Linked DNA regions of Mus musculus: region 1 is linked to region 2. Evidence: chromatin contacts called from public HiChIP or PLAC-seq data. All regions are on one chromosome and are shown on one strand. Each heading gives the region's core, a stretch centred on a gene start, on an enhancer-like site or on the middle of the called end of the contact. The rest is flanking DNA. Distances are from core to core; before and after follow the strand shown.

The links. HiChIP or PLAC-seq counts read pairs in DNA pulled down with a chosen protein or histone mark.
Region 1: an H3K27ac HiChIP or PLAC-seq map of embryonic stem cells shows a contact between it and region 2, with 4 times the contacts expected there. The contact joins the promoter of Cchcr1 here to the promoter of Atf6b in region 2. A contact is called at or near these places in 2 of 39 promoter capture datasets (cranial neural crest and liver), 1 of 484 Hi-C or Micro-C datasets (CD4 T cells) and 1 of 115 datasets of contacts at active chromatin or transcription factors (embryonic stem cells).

Annotation. Positions count from the first base shown.
Region 1 is chr17:35,515,838-35,518,537 of GRCm38.p6, forward strand. It overlaps Cchcr1 (coiled-coil alpha-helical rod protein 1), which reads left to right and starts at 1,416. Exons shown (of 18, transcript NM_001372297.1): 1 at 1,416-2,102; 2 at 2,380-2,446; 3 at 2,542-2,700. The coding sequence starts at 1,905. Tcf19 (transcription factor 19) reads right to left here and starts at 987. Exons shown (of 4, transcript NM_001163764.1): 1 at 922-987; 2 at 41-593. The coding sequence starts at 278.
Region 2 is chr17:34,645,747-34,648,464 of GRCm38.p6, forward strand. Atf6b (activating transcription factor 6 beta) reads left to right here and starts at 1,400. Exons shown (of 18, transcript NM_017406.4): 1 at 1,400-1,570; 2 at 1,914-1,993; 3 at 2,473-2,551. The coding sequence starts at 1,468. It overlaps Fkbpl (FK506 binding protein-like), which reads left to right. Exons shown (of 2, transcript NM_019873.3): 2 at 1-1,071. The coding sequence ends at 557.

The sequences.
Region 1 (2,700 bases), core at 166-2,665, 870 kb after region 2:
TTACTCATGCCTGTCTGGGGCTCTTCTGCTCATTGCTTACCTTGGCTGCTGTGATCCTCCAGGCTGACCCTCCAGTCGTCCCCTTGGAGTTCAGCATGCAATTCCGCATGGACTCCAGAGATGAGGCCGGGCTCCTGCTGGGGCCGCAGGGCCACATCACACAGGTCGGCCCTGCAGCCCAATCGATAGGTGCAGCCAGACTTGGACGGGGGGTGGAAGGTGTAGAGGTCACCGCCCCTGCCGCCCCCTATACGCAGCAGCTGGAAACAGGGCAGCATGGGGGGTGCCCCCTCTGCACCACTTTGCCCACCTCAGAAGTCCATTCCCTCTCCTACTCCTGGGTCATGCACCGTGGGCTTCAATTCAGTTCTCTCTGATGTCAACAGCTAAGTATTGTGCCTAATGCCAACTTAAGCAGTGCAGATTCAGAGCGCCAGAGGCCTGGATATGCACCAAGACAGAGGCTGTCAAGATGAGGTTTAAAAAGCAATTCCAGTAAAGTCCTGATGCGATGCAAAACCAGGAAGACGTCTTGTGGCACCTCAGTGAAGCCGGATCCTCAGGCGGCTCAACATCCGGGAGCCTCCGACAATCTGTGCAAGGCAAAGCTAGTTTAAACCGCAACTGGGAACAGGCAGAGGGGGTGAAGGGGCCCTGGTACACAAACGTGCGTGTGACACGGGTCTTCTCCCTAAGTGTAACCTGGAGTCAGGGAATTTATGGTTAAACTTTCTAATCCAAGTAGCGCACCCCTTCCATCTTTCCCCCCCACCCCCGCTCTTCGGATCAGTTCCCCTAAGGGAAGTGAATCCACTGTCACCCGCAAAGGGCGGCGCAGACGGGTCCCTAATTCTGTAACAAAGTGGATCTCACCCTTTCTTTTTTTCGCTCGCGGGGTAAACTGAGGAAGGGATTCCGTACCCTGCGTCCCGCGCTCCCGCCGAGGTTTGACAGCCAAGGAAGCCGCCCCGAAGGCGGGGCTTGGGTGAAGGCGCGCGCGCGCGCTGCGCAGACTCCTCCTTCGGAATTCCCGGGTCCGACTTCGCGCCCGCGAGCCCGCCCCCCCGCCGGCTGCTTCTGATTGGCCATCTGAGTTGCACCCATTTGCTCTATTGGCCGATGCGCAGGGGGGAGTTGCTCATCTCCCGCTCTCCGCCACTTCTGATTGGCCGGCACGTTTTCCCGGGTTCCCGGGGAGAGGAGGGGCCGTCAGGGCGCGGAGAAAGTTTGGGGCGTCAGGGTGCCTGCTTGCACCTTTCTTCTTCCTATTTCCGGTAGGGAGAAATGGAGCTGTAGAGCAGCCCGCCGCCCCGCGCATGCGTGATCTGGGTGTGGCGTCTAGACTGGGTGCTAGGTGTAAGGGGCGTGGCAAGAGGGCGGATCTCGCGCTGGGTAAGGGGCGTTCGGGGAGAGTCAGTTGGGGGCGGGAAGAGTCTGAGAGGGGGCGCAAGGGGGGCGGAGGGGATCCACAGGGCAAGAGGGGTGCAGGAGCTGGGTCAAAGGATAGATGAGGAGGTCAAGACAGCCTCAGAGTTCAGGGTCCTGACGGGGATTAGCCCGGGGTGTGTGCGGGAGAGAAGTGGGGGAGACAGGACAGGGAGCGACCAAGATAATTCCATCGAAAAAGACTCATACTAGGTCTAGGAAGAGAAACGGGTAGGAATCGCGGGGGTTGAGTGAAAAAAAAAAAAACCCAAAAACTTGAATTCTGATGGAAGTGGGGGAAAGAAGATGCTGTAGGACTCCGAAGAGAGATGCATCGGGAATGGAAGCCGAGGGGATAGAGAGCAACTGAGGCCCGTTACAGAGAGGCCCAGATGAGTTGCCAGGAAGCTGGCTTCCCAGCAACGGGCTCCCGGCTGCTCCGATTCCTCAGGGATCCTAGGGAAGACGCTTAACCCCACATGTGGCCTCATTCTTCCCGGACCAGGCCTTGGGCTAACTCTTTAATAGGAAATGACTCAGAAATCCTGGCTCGATGGTGCCTAGATGGGCTTCCCAACGGCCCTACCATTCCATGGCAAGGACTGTGGAGAGTGGGCTCCTTATACTGTGTCCAGAGAGTCCTGAGCTGCAGGGACCGTAGACACTTAAGGAGGAAGGTAAAGGCACACCACCCACATTCCTGTAAGTAGAAGGAAGCCTCGTCTCAGTAAATTTACCTTAGGGTTGTTGCCTGGTTCATTCTATCAGGAGCGTAGTTGGGACAAGCAAGTGGTTTGGTTACCGTGTGCCTTAGGGAAGTAGGAAAAGAGAAGCGTACAGCCCGATAGACCTGTCAGTAACTTAAGGATTATGACTTTGTTTTTATAGGGCTTTTTCTTTGGAAGGTGGCCTGAAAAATTGAATTGAAGTATCCTTGTTTCTCCTATTGTCCAGGGGAACATAGGTGACTGGAGACAAGAGCTACAGGATTCATATAACAGGAAGATGTTGCCACCGTCAGGTCAGTGAGGCTAGTCAAGGAGACCAGGATCATCTCCCTCTTCCCTCTCCCCCTCTCTCAGAATCTGACAGTCTTTATTCTTGTGACCCCCTCAGGTTTTGCTGGGCTGGTTCCTCCCTCCCACTTCCAAGCTCGGCCCCTTCCAACTCTGCCAAGAATGGCCCCGACCTGGGCTTCAGACGTTCCCTTGGTCCAATCTCCGGCCAGCCAAGATGTCTTAGAGAGACGGCTAGATGCTCAGAGGTCGACAGTGA
Region 2 (2,718 bases), core at 150-2,649:
AGTCTATGCGTCAAGGTGAGGAGGCAAAGATTCACCTTCCTGGATCCTCTGCACCTCTTGCTAAACTCAGACTGGATTCCTTCACCAATGGCCGGGACTCCTGGGAGATGGAGGCTATGGAGAAGGAGGCTCTGGCCAAAGAAGAACACAGAAGGGGTACAGAACTGTTTCGAGCTGGGAACCCTCAAGGGGCTGCCCGATGCTATGGACGGGCTCTCCGACTGCTGCTGACGTTGCCCCCACCCGGCCCTCCCGAACGAACTACCCTTTATGCCAATCTGGCTGCCTGCCAGTTGCTGCTAGGACACCCCCAGTTGGCAGCCCAGAGCTGTGACCGAGTGCTGGAGCGGGAGCCGGGCCATTTAAAGGCCTTATACCGAAGGGGGGTTGCTCGGGCTGCCCTCGGGGACTTGGAAAAAGCCACTGCTGATTTCAAGAAAGTGCTAGCAGTAGATCCCAAAAACCGTGCAGCGAAAGAGGAGCTGGGGAAGGTGGTCATTCAGGGAAGGAAACAGGATGCAGGGCTGGCTCGGGGACTGCGCAAGATGTTTAGCTGATTAAAGGAGACAGGAACCCGCGAACTGTGGTCTGTGTTGTGGAATTTTCAAGGGCCCCGAAGGAAGTTGTTTGAACTCGTATCTCGTTCTGACCTACAGGGAGTTAGCGACGGTGTCAGTGAGCCACTTGGTGGAGGGAGTCCCGGGAAGCGTATCCACCTCCGAGGATAGGAGAGGTTGTCTATTTGGGACTGGCTGTGGCAAACGCCAGAACTTCCGGATGTCAGGGAGTTGCATCCCAGGGAGGTGGAGTTACAAGTGGTTGCGTGTCGCCAGGTGTGGGTGCTGAGAATGTAATCCAGACCCTTATAAGAGCAACAAGCACTTTCCTTTTGGGTGGGAGGGTTTGAGACAGGGCTTCTCTGTGTAACAACCCTGGCCGTCCTGGAGCACACTTTGTAGACCAGGCTGAGATCCGCCTGCCTCTGCCTCCTGAGTGCTGGGATTAAAGGCGTGCACCACTACCGCCTAGTCGCAATAAGCAATATTAAACTGCTGAGCCATCTCTTATCCTAAATGCTGGAACTTTGCTCATTCGTTTATTCATTAATAATTCATTCATTATGCGTGTGCCTTCATGAGTTTATGGGCACCACATGGGTGCAGATGTTTGCGGACAACTGCTCAAGCATGAACACTCTAGCCCAGATGCCGGAACCCTAAGTGCTAGGAACTACATTTCCCACAATGCTAGTTTCTGGGGCCTGTACGGCGCACGCACAGTCTCGCCTGGATCGGTAAAGCGGCTGACCCGTGCCATTGGCCCGGCATGCACAGTCATTGCTCCTTCGTGTCACGTGTTCACCAACTAAGCCTCTGACTGGTCATCAGGACTTCCGGGACGCCGGTTTTCCTCAGCGAGCTCATGGATTTGCCGCGGCCGGGAGGAGGCGGGCCGGGGAGCCGGCTCATGGTGGGGGGTGGGGGGAAGATGGCGGAGCTGATGCTCCTCAGTGAGATCGCCGACCCGACGCGCTTCTTCACCGACAACCTGCTGAGTCCGGAGGACTGGGGTGCGCGGAGTGGGGCCCCGGGGGAGGAGCGGGCTGAGGCTCGCCATGGGCCCGAGGCACGCGGGAAGGCAGCAGAGGGTGAACGAGGAAGGCTGGGCGGACGCCGAGCCCATCCTCCGAGGGAGAGCGCAGCGGGACTCGCGCTTCCCCGGGATGCGGGAGGAGGGAAGACCTTGGTCTCCCGTGGGAGCACGGGGCTGCCCGGGGTCAGGGGAGAGGGGCTGGACGCCTTAGGGTGTAAGGCTGAGCGAGTGGGCGGGCGGTGGGTCTGGCCCGGCCGAGCCAATGAGGGATGGAGCCGGGGCTGGCGTGCCACCCTCCTGACACGCGGGCCTCCATGCAGACAGCACCTTGTACAGTGGCCTGGATGAAGTGGCCGAGGAGCAGGCACAGTTGTTCCGTTGCGTGGAGCAGGATGTCCCGGTATTGCTACCTCAGAGTTTCTCTTATGACCCTTGGTGGTGGGAGGGCGACCCCAAACTTGGAGTCATTGCCAAGCCACAGAGCTCATCAGGGTGTCACCCCTGCTCATGTTAAACTCGAAAATTTCGAGGAGAAAGACCAGTTTCAAAAGTCCATTGGTCTAATTGGCTCAAGTTTTATTTTAGAGGCGCACCCGGGACTAGCCAACTAAGTCAGGATTTTAGAGAGCAGCCCCTTCTGGCCTTTTGGGATCCTTCTTATGGGGTACAGATAAAAGACTGACAGCTGTGTGTCTACAGGGGCGAGAATAGGTGGTTAGTGGTTGTTAGTAAAATACAACGAAAGCAAAAGAGAAACATTTTTTTCTGTAAACTATGGAGCCTTGACACAGTGGGCGTCTTAATTTGCAAGCTGTGTCGCTCCTGTTTTGCTGTCGTACTTTCTCACCTTCCTGCCCGCTAATATGTCCCACTGCTTAGTTTGACAGCAGCTCTCTGGATGTGGGGATGGATGTCAGCCCCCCTGAGCCCCCTTGGGACCCTCTACCCATCTTCCCAGGTAAGGCGCCCTTAGGATTCCCCTCATCTTTCCAAATGCCCTTCTCTTCCCACTGCTTCCCAGAAACTAACATCCCTGTGTGCTCCTCCCTGTGATCCCTGGGGTGTTGTCTGCCCTTACTCTCCTGCCCCACCTCAGCACCACGCTACAGGCAATGCTAGGCTCTG